2 separate regions of the Mus musculus genome follow, and region 2 is linked to region 1. Evidence: chromatin contacts called from public Micro-C data. All regions are on one chromosome and are shown on one strand. The core of a region is the stretch at or near the end of the contact, and the rest is flanking DNA. Distances in the headings are between cores, read along the strand shown.

What was found. A called contact is a pair of places that touch in the nucleus more often than the background predicts.
Region 2: a contact with region 1 is called in a Micro-C map of embryonic stem cells, with 2.0 times the contacts expected there. The contact joins the promoter of Agap1 here to the promoter of Gbx2 in region 1. A contact is called at or near these places in 5 of 39 promoter capture datasets (hippocampal neurons, liver, neutrophils and 1 more), 7 of 484 Hi-C or Micro-C datasets (embryonic stem cells, macrophages, stem cell-derived neural progenitor cells and 1 more), 5 of 115 datasets of contacts at active chromatin or transcription factors (bone marrow-derived macrophages and embryonic stem cells) and 1 of 9 other capture datasets (adipose tissue).

The regions. Positions count from the first base shown.
Region 1 is chr1:89,928,760-89,934,527 of GRCm38.p6, forward strand. It overlaps Gbx2 (gastrulation brain homeobox 2), which reads right to left and starts at 2,417. Exons shown (of 2, transcript NM_010262.3): 1 at 1,474-2,417; 2 at 1-384. The coding sequence starts at 1,996. It overlaps LOC102637806, which reads left to right and starts at 3,316. Exons shown (of 4, transcript XM_030244408.1): 1 at 3,316-3,389; 2 at 3,850-3,927; 3 at 4,410-4,476; 4 at 4,860-5,768. The coding sequence starts at 3,346. The coding sequence ends at 5,378.
Region 2 is chr1:89,452,198-89,457,965 of GRCm38.p6, forward strand. Agap1 (ArfGAP with GTPase domain, ankyrin repeat and PH domain 1) reads left to right here and starts at 2,614. Exons shown (of 18, transcript NM_178119.3): 1 at 2,614-3,395. The coding sequence starts at 3,233.

The sequences.
Region 1 (5,768 bases), core at 1,167-3,666:
TCCACTTGGCCCGGCGGTTCTGGAACCAGATTTTTACTTGCACCTCGCTGAGTTTGAGGGCGTGGGCGATCTGTGAGCGCTCGGTCAGGGAGAGGTACTTTTTGCAGTGGAATTCTTTCTCCAGCTCCAGCAGCTGTTCGCTGGTGAAGGCAGTCCGCCGCCGCCGGTTCTTGCCTGTGGACGTGGTGCTGCCTGCTGCACCGCCGCTCTGCGGGGTCTCCTCCAGTGCGTGGCCGGGGTCTTCTTCCTTATGAGCAGTCTGACCAGGCAAATTGTCATCTGAGCTGTAATCCACATCGCTCTCCAGAGAGAAGCTCTCCTCCTTGCCCTTCGGGTCATCTTCCACCTTTGACTCGTCTTTCCCTTGCCCTCGGACAGCCCCGACTGAAAGCAAAACCAAACGGCATTTTATTACATTTTGAACACTGCCTTCCCCAGTCCCTTCCCACTTGGGCACCTCACCCCTATCTCCCCCCAGCAGATTGTCTTTCTACCACATTAACACATTGCGATTTCCTGGCCTTTGAGGAAGGGGGTGGGGGGAGCGTGAGAAAAAGCTCAAAGGAGAGGAGGAGACAGTAGAGGCGACGGCCCTTTGCCCAGAACCATCACTCAAGGGGCTGCCATGTCTCCCGCTCACCCTCCCAGCCTCTAACAGCTTAAGTATCAGGATGCTGCTCGGACCTGAGGCCCAAGAGAATATCCCCTTTGTTTCCCTGGGGTCCAGGACTGTTTGAAGACCAAGGGGGAGTTCATGATCCTCCCCACCACCATCTGAACAACTAAAATTAAGTGAGCCTCAATTTCACAGCAGATGTGAGTGGTGTAGGGCCGATGCCAGCCCGCAGCTTTCTTGAGACATATCATTTGTGTCTCCTTAGGAGAAGTTTTCCACCCTAGAGTTCCTAGTGCGTGCATGTACACACACACACACACACACACACACACACAGAGAGAGAGAGAGAGAGAGAGAGAGAGAGAGAGAGAGAGAGAGAGAGAGAGAGTCTCGCAGGAATCTGATTCTCTTGGATGAACAGAGAACCCAGTGAAGATATTTGAGTCTGGACTCTATTGGGTACATATGCAACTGAAAAAAGAAAAAAACCAGCCCAATAAGGCCTCTCTTTAAGGTTGCAACACACCAAGGACCCTCAATAATCACAGCGTGTGTGTGTGTGTGTGTGTGTGTGTGTGTGTGTGTGTGTGTGTGCCAAACACGCCACCAGATGTGTGGCCTGGAGTAGCTAGCAGGAGAGCTCTAAACGCCTCCTTTCCCCAGGATCCTGCTTGTTGCTTGGCGTTAAATGCCCCATTGGAAAGCTCCGGTGGGCATCACCGCAACTCCTCCAGCTATTCCCGCAGAGGTCGGGCGGGGGCGCGGCCTCGTCCCCCGGGTCTCGGCGGGAACCCGGAGCTGGCCCGCCCCCACTCCCTCCCGTCCCCGCGTTCCGGCTGCGCGCGCCGCCGACTCACCGAGCGACGCCTGCACCGCTTCGGCCGCAGAGAAAGCGAGCAGCGAGCCCTCCTTGGCCAAGAAGGCTTTGCCGTCTTCCGCATCCGCTTGGAGCGCCTCGGCTTTGTCGAAGTTGCCGCCTCCGGGCAGTGGCTGTGGAGCGAACTTGCGGGCAGCCGCCGCCTCTTGGTGCTGGGGCGACGCAGAGAAGCCGCCGGGCAGAGTGGCCATGAGCGTGGAGGTGAGCGCCATGCCCTGCGCCAGGCTGGAGCAGAAGCCGGTGGGCAGGCTGGGGATCTGGTGGTGAGGGTGCGCGGGCGGCAGAGCGGGCTGCAGCGCTGCCTGGGGCAGCGCGGGAGGCGGTGGCGGCGGTGGCGGCAGCACCACCGGCCGGTAGGGCATGAACATGGGGTAGCCGGTGTAGACGAAATGGCCGGGACTGGGCTGCGGCGGGCTGCCGATCAGCGAGTCTATGCTGAAGGCGGTACTACTCCCCAGCGGGCGCTGCATCATCATCAGCGACGGCGGGAACGCTGCGCTCATAGACGCGTTCGGGAGAAGCCAGGGAGAGACGAAAAGTCCCCGTGTCCCGCCGCCGCCTGGAAGCCCTCCGGACGCTGGGAGTACCACCGGGAACTCCGGGCAGGGGCTGAGCGGTGCCCAGAGCGCAGACGCCGCCGCCGCCCCTCAGTGCAGGACCCGCAGCATACCCGGCCTGCACGGGTGCAGCCACCGAGCGCGATGAGGCCGTGCGCCCGGGATGGAGAGGGCGCCGGGGACCTCGCGTTCGCCGGAACCGCTCCCGGCTGCTAGCCCGTCGGAACGCGCGCGCTTCGCGTCTGCAGGTCTCGGCCCAGCTACCAGCAGTGCGTGCGTCCGTCCGTCTGTCCGTCCTGCAGTCCGTCGTCTCCCACGGGCGGCTGGGGAGCGCGCGAAGCCGGCGCACTTGTCTCTGGCGGGCGCCGCCAGCACCTTTAAATCGCGCTCCTCTTTCTCATTCACATTTTGCCAGCTGCCCAGCGGAGCTCGTGTCACGTGGGACCGAGCACCAACTCCTATTTGCTATTCAGGGGAAGGCGGGGCGAAATTAGGGCTCCGCCCCCTTCACCCAGGCGGGCCGCAAATGGGCTACCGGCGCCACGGTTGGAGCGTGCTGGCCTGGGAGCTGGAGCCTTTGCACCGCGCGGAGCAAACTTAAGAGGGACCCTTGCTACCTACCCGACTCAGACCCTAGAGTCCCTGGCATCCCTGTGGAGGCCTCATGAGAGGCGGCTTGGAACTGGCACCCGCCACCGATGGGCCGGGAGTGTTTTACTACAGCAGAACCCTGTGTGATGCTCACCTTAACCAGGGGCGCTCTGGTTGTGCCAAGGGTCCGGGCAAGGTCTCCGGATAGCGTTTAAGGTCTTGCCTCTGCAGGTCTGCTCCCAGAGGTGCGCCTGGGCCTGTCAGCCCTTGCTCACACGACACGGAAGCTGAATGGTTGCTTGCGGCCCGCTGGTGGCAGCGGGGCGGCCGGCGGTGGTCTCCCTCATTCCTGGTTGGGCCCTCCGTGAGCGATCCCTGCTCATTTTTCATGACATTCTTAATCATCGCACCTATTTACCCACTTTGCCAGCGTACACCAAAATAACAGCCACGATAATTATGATAATAAAGCGAGTCTTTTATCTGCTCCATCTTCAGGGAGGAATGGGGGGGGGGGTTGCGACGCCTCTGGATTGTATAACGTGAGATTATCCTGATGAAAGCTTTATGATGTTTGCTCAAATAAAAGCTGCGTTTTGTAAATAGGCACTAATTAAGCACGTTGGCAACGGAGGGAGCTCTCACCCTGGCTCTGCGCAGCGCGAGGACTCCTGGGCACGCGGTTCCCCTTTGCGGACTGCTGGATGGAGCTGAGTCCCTCAAGATATTTCCCCTGTTCTCGACAATGGTAAAAAGCCGGGAATTTGGGGGTTAGGAGATTGGAGGGATTGCGGCGAAAGGAAAGTAGGCATTTCTGGTCATCTTTTCTTATGTTGAAACAAACTTTCAAATCTTGTGTTCCTTTTAAAATGGGATCCTTTCGTGGCGAAGGCAGATCCTGCCAAGCGCGTTGGGCTTCCTCGGGTCCCCCTGCCTGTTCTTCAGATTCCTTGGTCTAGACGTCCTTTCGGAACTGCTGACAGCACCAGGCCAAGGAGCAAAGGAGGGCATTGTTATATAGGTCATTAAAAAATCAGTTCACCCGGAAGAGCTCTGGCTGGGGAGTTGGCTCATGTTGGACGTGTGTTATGTATCACAAGCACATTTAATTGGGAGATAAAGATAAATCGATCTTTATGAATTTATCGACCCGATTCTTTGAAGCTCTTCTTTCTCGGTCTTCCTCTTTCTCCCGCTCTAACCCCAAGGTCCCCCGGGGACGTCTCAATCCTAGAGATCTTCTCGGGCCAAGAATCTTGCCAGAGAGCAACTGCCCACCCAGAGAGGTAAGAGGGGACGATGAGTCCTTTGCATCTCTTGGCCAGAAGAAAACTCGCTGGCCCGGCTGCCAGCCGTCCTCCTCCCCCACCAGTGTCCCCTCCCCTCCCCTCCATCACCCGGACAAAGACATCTCAAACGCCTTTCCCCTCTCCGGGCCGCAGTAATAGATGGTTTCGGCAGCAGGCGGTTTGAAAGGAATTCATTAGGGCGCTGCCTGTGTTGCATCCCTTCACTTCACGCCCAGAACTCGAGATGGCTTAGGCAGTGTGAGGGGAAATTAATTCTCTTTGGGATACACGGGAAGGAGGTGTCTGTGGGATACCCAAGCTCTAGTCCCTGTTTGCCCACAAAAGAAGTTAATCGAAGCCCAAGGCAAAAGGCTGGTTTCTTCATGAGCATAATAAATACTCCCTCTTATTATGAGATACCTACAGTGACAGTCTTCAATGCCACTACCTTGTTGTTATCCCCTCTCCTCAACTTCTAGAATAACCGCTTCCTTGATTTACGCAACCGCAGCCAGGGACCTTCGTGCTTGCCTGCAAGAGGACTGGGTGAGCAGTTACTCATTCACCTGACTCTCCTGCCTTCCATTTTGCACTTTCACTGTAAAAAAAAAAAAAATTATTGTAGAGACTTCTGTCGCCTGGCCACAGGGAGAGACAAGGATCCCTTTGGCTATTTTAGTAATTCCATACTTAAAGTTCAGCAACAAGATTGAGGTCCCTTGAATTATAGACACACTTGAAGTAATTTGATGGCATATTATTTGTGTCCATAAATTGCCACGAAAAGTATTGACTGCAGGAGTTATAATGCTAATCTTTTATTAGTGAGTTCAGATAATTTTTCATCAATACGAATTTTATTTACTAGTGGGCTTTTCTCGAATGCTTGCAGTAATATTTTTCTCATCTAATGCTTATTAACTGCTTAGAAAATGACTGTTTGCATCGTAAAAGGATCCTTATGTTTTGACGTGATTGACAAGATCCATTCCGGGACACTTCAGTTACGTGCAAAAAAAAAAAAAACCACCAAAAAACCAAACCAAAACAAAAACAAAAACCCGCTGCGCGCCTGGGGGCTGCGGACGGACGACAGAAGCTTTCGGAGTCCCGACTGCGCTGAAGAGATTAATGCACTAGGAACGACAGGTACGCGCATCTGTCCTTCGAATTCCTACCTGCCTAGCTCCGAACAGTCTCAACCGCAGAGTCAACTCGGCCCCGCTGCGCGGGAAAACCACCCTGCTCAGATCTTAGTAACTAGGCTCAGAGAGCCCCGCCCCCCTCCAATTAGGAAAAAGGTTGGGCGCGCGGGAAGGGAGAGCTGGGTTCCCCCAACTCCAGTTAACTTCTGCGAACTTTTTCTCTGGAAGCATCCTTCACAGATGAAGATAGTCCAGTCCCGGAGGTATTTTACTGCTGCCAAGAGAGTGTCAGTATCGTATTAAGCCACTTACAGAGTGGCTGAGACGTTCAATAAAAGTGATGGTAATTAAGTTGCCCCACGCTTGTGGGCTGTCCGATTCAGCCTTTGCACACAGGTGTGTGAAAGCTAAGCAAGAAATAGGAACCGCACAAGTAAATGAGTATTATTATTACCTGGAGGTGGGAGCGTAGTGCGGCTTCCAGGGGGCAGCGAGGGCCCTCTGGTCTCTGTGGACGTCGTGTGGAGAAACCTGTGGGCCTCGCACAGGAGGGGCGCCTCTTGCTCAGACCGAAGCTTCAGGCCCGGTTCTCTGGTAACCGTGTTATTTTTATTTAGAGGAATTTTGAGTGGTCTGATGCGTCCAGTCATTGCCGCAGTTCTTGCTCCTGGCCATAGTTGGGAAATAACTTAG
Region 2 (5,768 bases), core at 1,364-3,863, 480 kb before region 1:
GTGTCCCTTGGACACCCATGAACCTCTAAGTTCCATGACCCTCAAACGGGACACATTAAGAGATTGACTCTCTAAAGAGGCATCCAAGTGACGATGAGGTCAACAGGGCTGGCCCTGATCCAACAGGACTGATGTCATTCAATGAAGAGATTAGAGTGTAGACGTAGAGGACACTGGGCAAGGACGCAGGGGTAAAACGCTTGTCTCCGAATTGGGGAGGGGCCCACAGGAGAAGCCAACCTCGCTGACACCTGGATCTTACACTTCTGCTGTTTGAGCTGTGTGGTCTCTGGTGCTCTGACATAGTGGCTAGTGCTCCTGAGAAGAGGGTCGGTCCTGAAGCCCAGAGTTCCGTCTCTTCTGACATGGGTCGTCTCTGCTCTTCTCTGAAGGACATGGACTCTTATGGCCAGGGTTTTGCTCATACAGAGCCACCCTGTGTCACCTGGCCCCTGATACAACCCTGTGTGACTTGGAAGTCAGTTCATGGGCATATAAAACCACCACTACTCTGTCCACTGTTGTTGCTATGAATAATGGAGTCTTGTGTCTTCTAATCAGTCCCTTGGGATTGTGGTAGACCAATTGACAAGCTTAGTAGGATAATGCACACTGGAGATGCAGCTCAGATGAGGAAAGAAGATCAGAATTCAAGGTCAACCTTGGCTAAACAGCAAGTTTGAGAGTAGCCAGAGATATGTAAATCTCAAAATAAAAACAAACACAAGCTGTGGAAATGGAGACTCTACCCAGCTTGTGGTATGCATGCAAGCCAGGAGGGCTGGGGGAGCCAGGGAGGATGGGTGGCGTTGGAGGGAGAGCTGTGACCAGAGGAGAGCCATGGCCTAGAGGCTCACTAGAACTACTTTCTTGAGACTGGTCAATGAGGAAACAGGAAAAGGGAAGATGCCTAGGTTAGGTCTCATTCACTAATCCGAGACTACATAATGAAGCCTCAGCAGGATGACAGAAAGCGAGAAGATTCTGGCTCCGTCCAAAGGCAGAGCTGACATTCTGGGATCTAAGAGAACAAGGGAAGAAAAGACCACACACTGCATTTTCAAATTAGTGAACAAAGGTCTGTACTGCCTCGGACTGGGGTGGGAAGAGGTTCACAGGTATGGGGAAGATGTCTGATTTTTATTTTGTTATTATATTTTTAAAGCAGAGTCTCACCTTGGGTCCACAGCAATCCTCTGGTTTTAGTCTCTTAAGTGCTGAGACTACAGGATGTCCAACAGGAGAAAAGTCATGTTCAATCCAAAAGTTGGATGTGATGAGGAGGGGACAGGTGGATAGGTCTGGGACAGAAAATTTAGTGTCATCAACCTCTATATGATATTCAAAGGCATAAGAGAGGCAAATAAAACAGGTCTAAGGTTGACTCCCAGCATCATCCATATTTAAACCTTAGAGAAGTACAAAGGAACCCCCAAAGAGATTGAGAAGCCAGATGTGAAGCAGGGGAGTCCTGGAACTATTTCACAAAGAGTTGGGGTTTCAAGGTGGAGTAGGGACGAACAGTAGAATGAACCCACATGCCAGCATCTCTATTAGTGTTTCTGCTAAGGACGAAGATAGAGGCAAGGCACAGAACAAGCCAGGGCCTCTGCTGTGTTAGGGACAAGGAAGGCTGAACAGTACACTGGCTTGAGGAACACTGGAACTCGGAAGAGTTCCAAGAACCAAGAGCTAGGCTGCCTGGGGCCCTGGGCTGCCCATTAGCTTGCATTTGAACCAGGTAAAGCCCAGGGCATTTGAATCAGGAATGTGGGCTGTTTATAAAACACCCCTGCATGGTGAGACAGTGCATAGACCCAGGACCTTTACGGCCTCGGACTCGTCCTGGATCCTTGGAAATCTACAACAATCTAATTCATTTGGAGTCGTTGGCATGAGCTCTCAGCTGCAGTGCGGTCTAGCTTCATGGGCTCCTGGACTGGGCTAAAGTGGGGTTAGTGTCGGGCGCTCGGAGGGCTGCGGCGTGGAGGTTACAACTCAGTTGTGCAACATTTTCGTGGAAAAGCCTAGAAGCCCCCGTGGAATTCCGTCTCACCTACCACCCCAGCCTCAGGTTTAGTTTATTGATGAAGCGTTGGACTCCCGTGTATCCCATGGGAAGGGAAGTAACTATCCTGCTGGGTTTAGAAAGGAGGCAGAAAGTTGCCAGACGGGGGGAGGGGACCCCGCGCGTCGCAGAGGTTCCTTAAGCGCTCAACTGGCAAACAAACAAAAGCGCGGGCGGGCGGGCGGGCTCGTGCGCCACCTTCCCCGTACAGAGGCGCGGGGGCTGGCACGGGGCAGTAGGGATAACCGAGAGGGACCAGGGCTCTCAGCTCGCAGATCCGCGGGCTGTAGCGGCATCCGGACGTCCCGCGGGGCCCGCCCAGTGCGCTGCGACGCGATCGCACAGCGCACCCCACGCGCGCGGGCCGGCCGGCGTGATGGACTACAAGTCCCAGCAAGCCCAGAGGCAGCGCGGGGCGGGGTCTGGCGCAATTCCCCGGGATCCGGCGCGCTGGGAAGCGCCGCCGAGGACGCAGCGGCGGCCGGAGGGCGGCGAGCGCAGGCGGGGGCGGGGCCGACGTGGGCCAGAGCCCTGCGTGCCAGGGAGGGGGCTGGCCGGGCAGCGGCGGGCGGCGCTCGGAGCGGTCTCCGCGGCTGGCAAGGCGCCTACAGCTCGGTCCCGGCTTGGCGGACGGCGCAGGGCAGCTGAGGGCCCCGGCCCGCGCGGTAGCGCGGCACTCACAAGCGCGCGGACCCAGCCGCAGCCGTGCGCCCGGAGCAGAGCGGCCACTGCCCGGGGGCCTCGGCCCCGGCGCTCGCAGCGCCGTGCTGCCTGCGCTTTAATGGCTGCTCGGCCGGCCGGCGTGTAGGGGTGCGGGCGGCTGCGGCGCGGGAAGGCGCCCGAGCGAGCCTCCTCCGCGGCCGGCCGCGCTCCATGGCGCCGCGGTCTTCCCGGACGGCCCGCTGACCCGGGACGCTGGTCCCTGCTATGAACTGAGCCCCTCTACTGCTTCATCCTCAGCGTTCTTTTCTTTTTCTTTTTCTTTTTCTTTTCTTTTCTTTCTTTCTTTCTTTCTTTCTTTCTTTCTTTTTTTTTTTTTTTGCGCCTCCTCGGCTCCGTGCTCCCCGGGGGCTGCGGCGCCCCGGGTCTCGGTGGCCCGCGGGGCTCCGGGGCGCGGGGCGGCGACGACGGGGGGCGCGCGGCTTTGGGCGCCGCGCCTGCACCATGAACTACCAGCAGCAGCTGGCCAACTCGGCTGCCATCCGGGCCGAGATCCAGCGCTTCGAGTCGGTCCACCCCAACATCTACTCCATCTACGAGCTGCTGGAGCGCGTGGAGGAGCCGGTGCTGCAGAACCAGATTCGGGAGCACGTCATCGCCATCGAAGGTGAGGGCCAGGCCGCCCGGGGCTTCTGGAAAGCGCGGGGGAGCGGGCGCCCCTGGCGCGGCGGGGTGTGTGCGCGCGTGTGTGCTTGCGTGTGTACACACGCGGCTGCCCGGCGGAGAGAGCACTGCGGTGCCTCTTGTCCCGCAAGGCCGGCCAGTCAGCCAGGGAAGATGGGTTGTCAGCGTTCATTTGATAATGGACAATGGAGTCTCTCCTGTGAGAAAGTGGCACGGTGCTGCTACGTCCGGGGCGGCCCGCAAGCCCCGTCCGGGCCCAGCAGACGCCTGGGGGCAGCTGCTTGGGATGGCGCCACTGGATCCCTGACAGGTTATCAGGCCCGGCCTGAGTGTCTTTCGTGGACGTTGAAGATGTGTTTTGAGAAGCGCTGCTGCTGGGGATGCTGTTCCGGCCAGCTTATTCAGTTGCTTCATGGCTGGCTACCCCCCCCCCCCTCCAGTTCGCGGATACAGGGGAGGTGGCACATGTAGGAAGCCAATGGGACCCAGGCAGTATCATGCCCCAGTGCTGATCGGACTGGCGTTGTACAAACGCTGGCCGTTTTGTACTAAAATCCTGAGGCAAATTATAACCCTTCTTGGGAGGCAGGACACCTTGATACTGTCTTGCTGAAAGGGGCACTTTAATCCGTCGGCTACTTGGGAGCCACCCAAGGGGCGGAAAAGTGGATGATCTTGCTGCCTGTAAGCCTGTGTTTGCACAGAACACTGTTTTGAGCCCCCAGTGTCAGGCAAGGCAGTATCCCTGCAGGGGAGGATGGAGCCGGTGGCTTTGCCCTGGCTTGTGCTCTCTTTGGACTACCCATGGCTCCCGTTTCTCTCCTACTAGGTGCCTGACCTGTTTCCTTGGGTTGTTTCTTCGGGCCTGCCATCATTTACCTGGGGGAGCAGGTGGCATCTAAATGGGTAATGTGTCATAGATCAGCCAGTGGATTAGCAGTCTATCCTCTTGAGTTGCTGTTGGCCAGTGACAGTAAAAGGCCTGCAGGTGGCTTGTCCTAGTGTAATACTGCGCCTGCCAAAGGCTAGTGAGTCCTCTGTTGAGAGCCATGGGAACCTTCCAAGTCTAGCAGGAGTGTGTTCAAAAACAGGTGCAGGTACTGCCCTGGGCTCCTCCCCCGACTCCTCCCCCTGTTGTGAGACGGCCTCTGCCCCTAAGAAAGCTTGGCTCCCGTGTGTTCTGAACTTCTAACCCTGAAGTATTTGGGTTTAAAACTTGGCTGCTTGGATAGAGATGGTGGAGGCTCTGTTGCTGATCCTCTTGGCATTTGGCAGCCTCATGTACTTGAACCACGTCCCAGGCAGGCTGGAAGACTGACTGACTATCCACCGGATATATTGTAGTTCTAGGGGAGGGTCCAAGCAAGCTCCATCCTGATGAGGGACTGGCTCTCAGTGCACCTGGGCCCCCTGAGTGTTCATGGCTGCCTGTGGTGGCTTCAGATGCTTCCAGACCCACTAAGAGGCACAGCTTCTTCTGTGTGTCATGGAGTTTTGTGGTGTTGAGGAGGGCACTGTCTCCCCTCATCATCCTCCCAGTTGATGGTGAGGAGATAGAGCTGATGGGTTCCTCTGAGAGCCGTCTGTGGGTTCCTGTCAGAAGTGCTGAAAGGTTCTCGTGTTTCTCTCAGATGGCTGCTCAGCTTCCTGGCTGCGTATACAGAAGTCTGATGAAACCCTTTGAAAGCTGGTGCCAGGAATGGAATGCACCTGACTGGAGCTTCTTGCTCTAGAGGAGAGAAAGACCTCCAGCTGAGTGTGACTCATTTCCCATTCTTAAAGCTACACTCTAGGGTCTTGTTAGCAAGAGGATGTTCTTTCGTGTTTTTTTTTTTTTTTTTAAAGTTGTTCTTCCGCAATGATCTCTCCTTGATAGCTTGATGCTCACCTTAATAAGACGAGTCCATGTCCCCTTCTCTTTATAACCTTTGTCATTCTCAGTGAAACCTGAGCTAGTGGATGGCTCATGCTGGAGACTCTGATAATGCTATTCTTTCGGCTAGGACTAGAAATGCCTATATTGTGCCAAGTCTGTAGTAAATTCAGTGAGCCCGGAGAAGAAGCGGTGGTATCTGCCTCTGTTCGTTGAGCCCTTACTTATCTACAGCGGTACACTGCACATTTGTGGAGAACTGGAGGACAGATGTTTTGGTATTCACAACGGCCTCACCATATAGAGGAGGAGGTGGAGGTTGGGAGGGGTCATGACCTCTGAACTAAAGGGTCAGTCAGGCCCCGGGTCTCTGTCTTCCCAATGCATCACTGTTTCAGGACCTCACTGTGCCTCTTGTAATTAAATCCTAATTCATGGGTTATAACGGATTGGCCTTTCTGTGTAAGTTTTAAGATACGGGCA